Linked DNA regions of Mus musculus: region 1 is linked to region 2. The links are chromatin contacts, called in public promoter capture Hi-C maps. All regions are on one chromosome and are shown on one strand. The core of a region is the stretch at or near the end of the contact, and the rest is flanking DNA. Distances in the headings are between cores, read along the strand shown.

What was found. Promoter capture Hi-C pulls out the DNA fragments that hold promoters and counts their contacts.
Region 1: a promoter capture Hi-C map of pre-B cells shows a contact between it and region 2. The contact joins the promoter of Ndufb7 here to the promoter of Il27ra in region 2. A contact is called at or near these places in 4 of 39 promoter capture datasets (embryonic stem cells, liver, neutrophils and 1 more) and 2 of 9 other capture datasets (adipose tissue and liver).

The regions. Positions count from the first base shown.
Region 1 is chr8:83,565,065-83,568,540 of GRCm38.p6, reverse strand. It overlaps Ndufb7 (NADH:ubiquinone oxidoreductase subunit B7), which reads right to left and starts at 1,783. Exons shown (of 3, transcript NM_025843.3): 1 at 1,611-1,783. The coding sequence starts at 1,722.
Region 2 is chr8:84,040,859-84,044,384 of GRCm38.p6, reverse strand. Il27ra (interleukin 27 receptor, alpha) reads left to right here and starts at 1,810. Exons shown (of 14, transcript NM_016671.3): 1 at 1,810-1,935; 2 at 2,181-2,298; 3 at 3,296-3,453. The coding sequence starts at 1,851. Rln3 (relaxin 3) reads left to right here. Exons shown (of 2, transcript NM_173184.1): 2 at 1,054-1,318. The coding sequence ends at 1,292.

The sequences.
Region 1 (3,476 bases), core at 534-3,033, 480 kb after region 2:
TGCAGACTTCTGGCCGTCAATGCACACGAGTGCTCACATACACATGTACCACTAATAAAGCCCTAAAATTCAGAAAACAAAAGTCAGCAATGTCATTTATAAGTTCAAGGTTAAGGCTCCCCTTGGAGATCAAGTGGACAGCACTGGTGTACACCACACAGTTGTGAGCTGCCTCCAGGGCAGAACAAAGGAGGCAGCAGCTTCAAGGCAGTCAAGGGAGCCGAGGAACAATCAGTGAGAGTGCGCAGGGAAGTGGAGGTGAGCAAGGTAGAGGTGGGGAATGACAGGTGGAGCTGGGGCTGGCTGGGAGCCTTGAGAGGAGCCCTTCAGTAACGGGGATTTTTATACTTAGGTTTTGAGACAGGATTGCTATCCATCCCAGGAACTCATGATGTTCCTGTGGGGGTGTTTCAAAACCATGGACAGGAGCCTGATGAGAGGTTCGGGAGCAGGATCCTTTCATTGTAGAGGGTGGATGGAGGATATAAAGGGGTGTGTGTGTGTGTGTGGGGGGGGGTTCACCTGGAATGGGGACTCCGCCAGGCTAGGGACAAGTCATTTGGAAGGAGTTTGGAGATGCATGGGTGTGGGAGCAGGAGCTACTCTTGCTTTCTCACAAGAGCTTGCCTAAGATGAAGAGGCAGTGAAGAACTATAGAAGCAACAATGTAGGCTATAGCATCCCTGAGCACCACTGGGCCTATGAGCTCTGTGCTCCCGAGGCCAAAGGGAAAGGACTGTGAGTTAGAGACTAGTCTGACTCAAAAATAAGAAGGGGGTCTGGAGTGAGGAAGCAACTTGGAGACCAGGTCAGCAGGGCCAGCTGAGTTTTACCAGGGTTTTGGATTAGCCAAGCAAGAGAGGCGGCCAGGGAGTGCTGTATTTTCAAAATGACTATGGGCAAAGCAGGGTGTCAGGTGGGTAAATGTTCTGCAGATTCAGTACTGACGGAGCCATCTTCTAGTCGACACTACAACCTTTTGGTAAGGCAAGTCATTTGTGTCTTTCCCCTGCTTACAAGTGGGGCTCTGTCCCTCCCTGGTACCAGCTTCATCAATCTCATATACACCCCTTTTAGCCTGTGCTTCTACACTCTTAAATTTGCTTCCCAGATCTTTTTGGACACGCTGCTTTGTCCAGGGGGCTCCCTGAAGACAGCGCCAGTGGCTCTCTGCTACCCTGGGGCATCCCAAGTGCCAAACTAGGACTTTGTCCAGAGCTGTCACTCTGATTTTCCTATACAGGAAGAATGAGAACCTTGCGAGTACACACAGGCCTTGGGTTCCTCCCCCAGCACCATCACACTAGACAGGACAAGGAGCATGATCGCTCCAGCCCCCCAACCTTGTATTATTGTACGTAACCAAATGCTAGTGACAATGTATGGAGATGCAAAGAACATGTCCTAGGCTCCGCGCTGTGCCCAGGACGAAGTGCACCGGGGCAGTCTCATCTTCCCGTTCTCTGCTGTCTCGTCCCAGCCTTTTGCTTTAGCCATCCCCGCACAGCCTCCACACTCAAGGAGGTCGCCCTCCCGACTCGACCCGGCCCTCCGCAAGCAGGCAGCTGAGTTCCGCGGGATCTGCGGTCGCGCCTGCGCACTGAGCTCACCTCGCTCCTTGCGCTCCGGAAAGCCGAGGTCCGGCGGGAAGCTGGGTATCTTCTCGGGGTCAGGCTCCACCGAGGCATCCCACAGATAGCGCCGGGTCAGGTGCGCCCCCATGGCTACTCTGCCTTACCCTTCTTTAGTAGCCGGGGTCACCTCGCTCCCACCTGGAAGCACTGCCCCTTCAGTGTCTTCCGGGTCATCTAGGCTGCGGCGGGGGTCATAGAGATGAACGATGGAACGCTTCCTGGCTCGCTGACACCCCCTGGCGGTGTGGAGGAGACAGAGCGGGTGCGGCGAACGCCAGTTGGCTAGAAGGCCAGGCTGGCCAGGGAGTTGCAGGGAGGAGTGCGGGTGTGGAAGCGGGGAGGTGGCAGGGTCCCCTGTGCTCTGCCCAGTGCTAGGATTATAAATGTGTGCCACCAAGCCTGCTGTATACATGTGTATACATGGGTACTGTGGACACCCTGGACCGAACCATCTTCCGCGTTCCTCTTCCTCCTCCTCTTTTTTTTTTTTTTCTTAAATTAATTTTTTTTTCTGGTTTTAGGATAGACCCCCAGGCCTAGCATATGGTAGATAAGTGCTTTCCCACAGATATACACTACCATTTCCAACACTCGAACTTCCAAACACTTTCCCTAGGTTTGTCGGTGTGAGTGCACATACGTAGGTGTGCTTATGAGTGCATTTGGTGGTCAGAGGTCAATTTCTGGGGTCATTACTCTGTCTCTGTCCAACTTGTTTGAGACACTGTCTCCCACTGGCTTTGAACCCTTCAAGTAGGTGAGGCTGGCTGTCTAGAAGGCCCGAGAGATTTAACCGGGCACCCTGTCTGTGGTTCTGGAATTTCAAGCGTGTGCCCCCACACCAGGAGTTTTCTTACATGGGGTTTGGGGACTGAATTGAGTTCTTTATGTTGGTAAAGCAATCACAGTAATGACTGAGCCCTCCTTCCAGTCGTTGTTCTTCTAAAATGAATACTTTGTGATCCTGGTCTAGAACATGGTAAATGAAGGCTTTACCACTGAAGCCTGTCCGTAGTGCCCAATCCTGACCAGAGAGGGCGCAGCCAACCTGATGGTCTTAAAAGCTCTTGGTCTAGAGCTTCTGAAGGAACCACTCTCTTCCTTGCTCCTAAGTGTCTGTCAGGGTGTGTCCTCTCTTGGCTTGCTCTCTCCTCTCATCCAGGACAGCTTATTTGACTCAGACTAAGCACACCTCTCTGTTCAGAGCTCCCCAAGGCGGGCTGGTCTGTAAGCCCCAGGGATCCTCTTGTCTTTGTCTCCTCTGGGCTGCCATGCCCAGCGTCTGTTTTACATGGTATTTTAGTTAGGGTTTCCATTGCTGTGATGAAATACCACCAGAAGCCATTTGGGGAGGTAAGTGTTTTACTTCCCGGTCTGGAATGCAGTATGTCCTGACGGGAATGTCCTGATGGGAAGTCAGGACAGGAACACAGACCCTGGAGGCAGGAACTGACACAGTGGCCACCCAGGAGTGCTGCTTACTGGCATTCTCAGGCTGCTTTCTTTTCTTTGTATAGGGTTTCTCTGTATAGCCCTGGCTGTCTTGGAACTCACTTTGTAGACCAGGCTGGCCTCGAACTCAGAAATCCGCCTGCCTCTGCCTCCCAAGTGCTGGGATTAAAGGCATGCGCCACCACCGCCTGGCTCAGGCTGCTTTCTTTTAGTACCCATGGCCACCACCTCAGGGGTTACACCACATGTCAACCACTAAATAAAATGTACAAAAAAAAAAAGGAAAAAAAAAAAAGAGAAGAAAAGAAAAAGAAAGAAAGAAAATGTACTCCAGACTTGCCTTTGGCCAATCTGGTGGGGTGTTTTCTCAGCTGAGGCTCTCTCTTCCAC
Region 2 (3,526 bases), core at 561-3,060:
TCCCAGTCTGCCGAGAGGGAGCGGGATGCTAGGCACAGGGCTTGATTTCGCCACCTTCTGGCCTCTCTAGCCCTTGCTACCTCCTGCAGAGACCATTCCTGGTGAAATGGTAGACCCAGTGGGTGAGACCTTGCAGAATTCTTTAACGGGGCAGACTGTTTAGTGTGGCTGGAGCAGCAGGAGGCCAATCAGGAGAGTGCAGCTCCTTAGAGGCGAGACAAAAGAGGCGACACAGTGGGCTTGGGAGACTGTGATTAGAATCCCAACACTCTGGGAAGCTGAGGCAGGATGGTCATGAACTCAAGGACAGCCTAAGACCCTGTCTCAAAAAAAAAAAAATCGCAAAACCAAAAAACGGAGTGGAGGAGGAGGAAGAAGATGATGATGAAAGAGAGATGTGTGGGTGGTGAATGATGGACAGACAGATGGATGCATGCGCAGGTTAGGAGTGTGCCTGCCTCAAAACAGTAGCTCTATGGCTAAATGGCTGTGTCCTCACACAAGCCTGATGAGGAGCCAGGGTCCCAATTAGTGAATAGTAAGTAGGTGGCAACAGCAGCAAACTCAGTAGCTGTCACTGAGAGGCTGGAAGAAGTGAATTCGGTAAAGCAAACAAGACGGTCAATAAATGATCAGTGTTCACTTGAGTGCTCCTCATGTATCCCATAGTATTGTGCTTTTGCGGGCATCCAGTCTGATACTCCTGACAAAGCCAAAAAAAAAAAAAGTAGAAGTTATTATTATCTCCCCTCCCCCTCCCCTGCTTTGTGGAAAAGAAAACTGAGCCTAGGAGGGAGACGGAAGTAATGTCATTTACTATTCTGATTTAGGGAGCCTAGCTCCCAAATGCATATTTTCATCTACGCCGTCCACATTAAATAAAGAATCGCATGAACTCAGTGACAGGAAAGTCCAGCTTAGCACTGAAACTGACAACAGAGCCAGCATTTGAACCCTCGAGGGGATGAAATCAAACTCAGAACCGCAACCTTGATCCTCCAGACTGGAGATGTAAGTGGGCTAAGCCCTGATTCTTCCTCTTTGCTTTTGCAGGGGACTTCTTCGCTGATGGAGAAGCCAATACAGACCACCTGGCCAGCGAGCTGGATGAAGCGGTGGGCTCCAGCGAGTGGCTGGCCCTAACCAAATCCCCCCAGGCTTTCTACGGTGGTCGAGCCAGCTGGCAAGGGTCACCTGGAGTGGTTCGGGGCAGCAGAGATGTGTTGGCTGGCCTTTCCAGCAGTTGCTGCGAGTGGGGCTGTAGCAAGAGCCAAATTAGCAGCTTGTGCTAGGATCAGGGTTGAGCAATGGAGAAGCGGGCCGTGCCTGCAAGCTGCTGTCAGCTGTGCGATGTTCAAGAGCATTCCTACAGGCGAGGCACCAAGGGGTCCACTGTCTCCTTACAGACCCTCTGCCAAGATGCATACACTACTTGCCAACCTTTCCCCACCTTGCTGCCGGCCCCTCCTCTATCCAGCCAAACAGAAACTTGTTTTTCATGGCTGAGTTCTTCCGTGCCACAACCTCACCCCCAGCAGCCCAGCAGCAACCAGATGCCCATCTTCTTAAACTGGCTACACTAGAGTCTGCCCCACCTCCACCCTCAGTCCGGCCCTAATTGTCGCCACTGTCCCTGGCTAACCTCCCCCCCACCCCAAAACAGAGCCCCTGGTCCTCAGTACTCAGACTTCCTCACCACATAAAATAAAGGTTCAGTTCTGAGCATTTGCACGCGTGCGTATCATTGCTGGGGGTGGGCGGATTTGGGGACTTCCCGCCAGGGGCGGGGTGGCTTCCTTCCCGCAGGCTGTAAGCCCCAAGCCTGGTGGTGTCACTTGTCCCTGGGAGCCATGAACCGGCTCCGGGTTGCACGCCTCACGCCGTTGGAGCTTCTGCTGTCGCTGATGTCGCTGCTGCTCGGGACGCGGCCCCACGGTGAGCAGCTTCGTGAGTGGCTGGCTCGGGGTCACAGTTGTAGGGCATCGGGAACTGGGCGACAACAGGATGTAGCAGGTCGGAAAGGGGCCCGGGACTCCCTCTGCGCCATCCCAGCACGTGCCAGGCCCTGCGCTCCGGTACTGCACTACCACTGTACCAGAGGATGGACGCATCCACAGTCCAGCAAGTTCAGGCCCCGGGGAACTTGACCACGGTCCTCTCGGCTCTCTGCGCCCCTGCAGGCAGTCCAGGTCCACTGCAGTGCTACAGCGTCGGTCCCCTGGGAATCCTGAACTGCTCCTGGGAACCTTTGGGCGACCTGGAGACTCCACCTGTGCTGTATCACCAGAGTCAGAAATAGTGAGTACCCTGGAGTGGTCTAGGGGAAACTGAGGACGGAAAGTGGTCACTCAGATTTCAAGCGAATTTTGTTAAGAGGATCACCGCCCGCCCCTCAGTCCGGCTACTGAGAATTCGGTCCACACTCTCACAACCCTCAGGCTAGCCCACTCATTCCCTTATGGCATAACTCAGGTCTGACCACTTTCCCTCTCTCAACCCCCACCCCCACCCCCACAGTAATGACGGCACAGGCCTGCCATGATTGATTCTGCCCATCAGCACGGTAGGCACATGGCAAAGAAAAACTGCTGAGCACTAGAAAGCAGGTTAATATCGTTGTTGTACGACATCGGGCAGGTAACTTGAATTTCTGAGTTCACTCTAAGCAGCATGGTGACACACACCTGCAAACACAGCTCTTGGAAGATGGAGGCAAGAAAATCAGGAGTTCAAGAGCGACCTCAGCTTCACAACAAGTTTGAGATCAGCGTGGGCTGTAAGAAACTGTCTCAAAAAAAAAAAAAAGTCAGTGTAGCGCTTGTAATCACAACAACAATAGCTGGTTCTGGTATGGTTTGGGGTTCAGGGTCCAGGGGAGAGTGTATCTGGAAACTTCATTTCAATTGCGCTAAGTAAAGGACAAAGAAAAAGCACCTTGGGAGGAGCCCCGGGGAACAGCATGTTTTCTGAGACAGGGTCTTACCCTGTGAAGCTGGCCTCTAACAATCCTGCTTTCGTCTCCTGTGTGCTGGGATGACAGCTGTGAACTGTCGGGTGTAAACTGTCAGTCACCCGGCCCACTGTTGAGTTCTTTCAGAAAGTAGGTGTACTGCATACATTTTAAAGAAGAACAGAGAGGTTAAGTCACTCTCCTCAGGTCACGGTGTTGACTTAAGAGCAAGGGATTCAGACCCCAAGCAGAGCAGGGTGAGGCATGAAGTTGGTGCAGGGCTGGAAGCTTAGCCTGGGGCTTAGGCTGTGCCAACGAGCATCTCTTCCCAATCTCTCCTCACAGCCATCCCAATAGAGTCTGGGAGGTGAAGGTGCCTTCCAAACAGAGTTGGGTGACCATTCCCCGGGAACAGTTCACCATGGCTGACAAACTCCTCATCTGGGGGACACAAAAGGGACGGCCTCTGTGGTCCTCTGTCTCTGTGAACCTGGAGACCCAAAGTAATGAAGCGTGGGCGGGGGTGGGGGGGGGCATAGTGCAGGGAGCGTGGGAGGGTGGCTGAAGGCCTGAGCT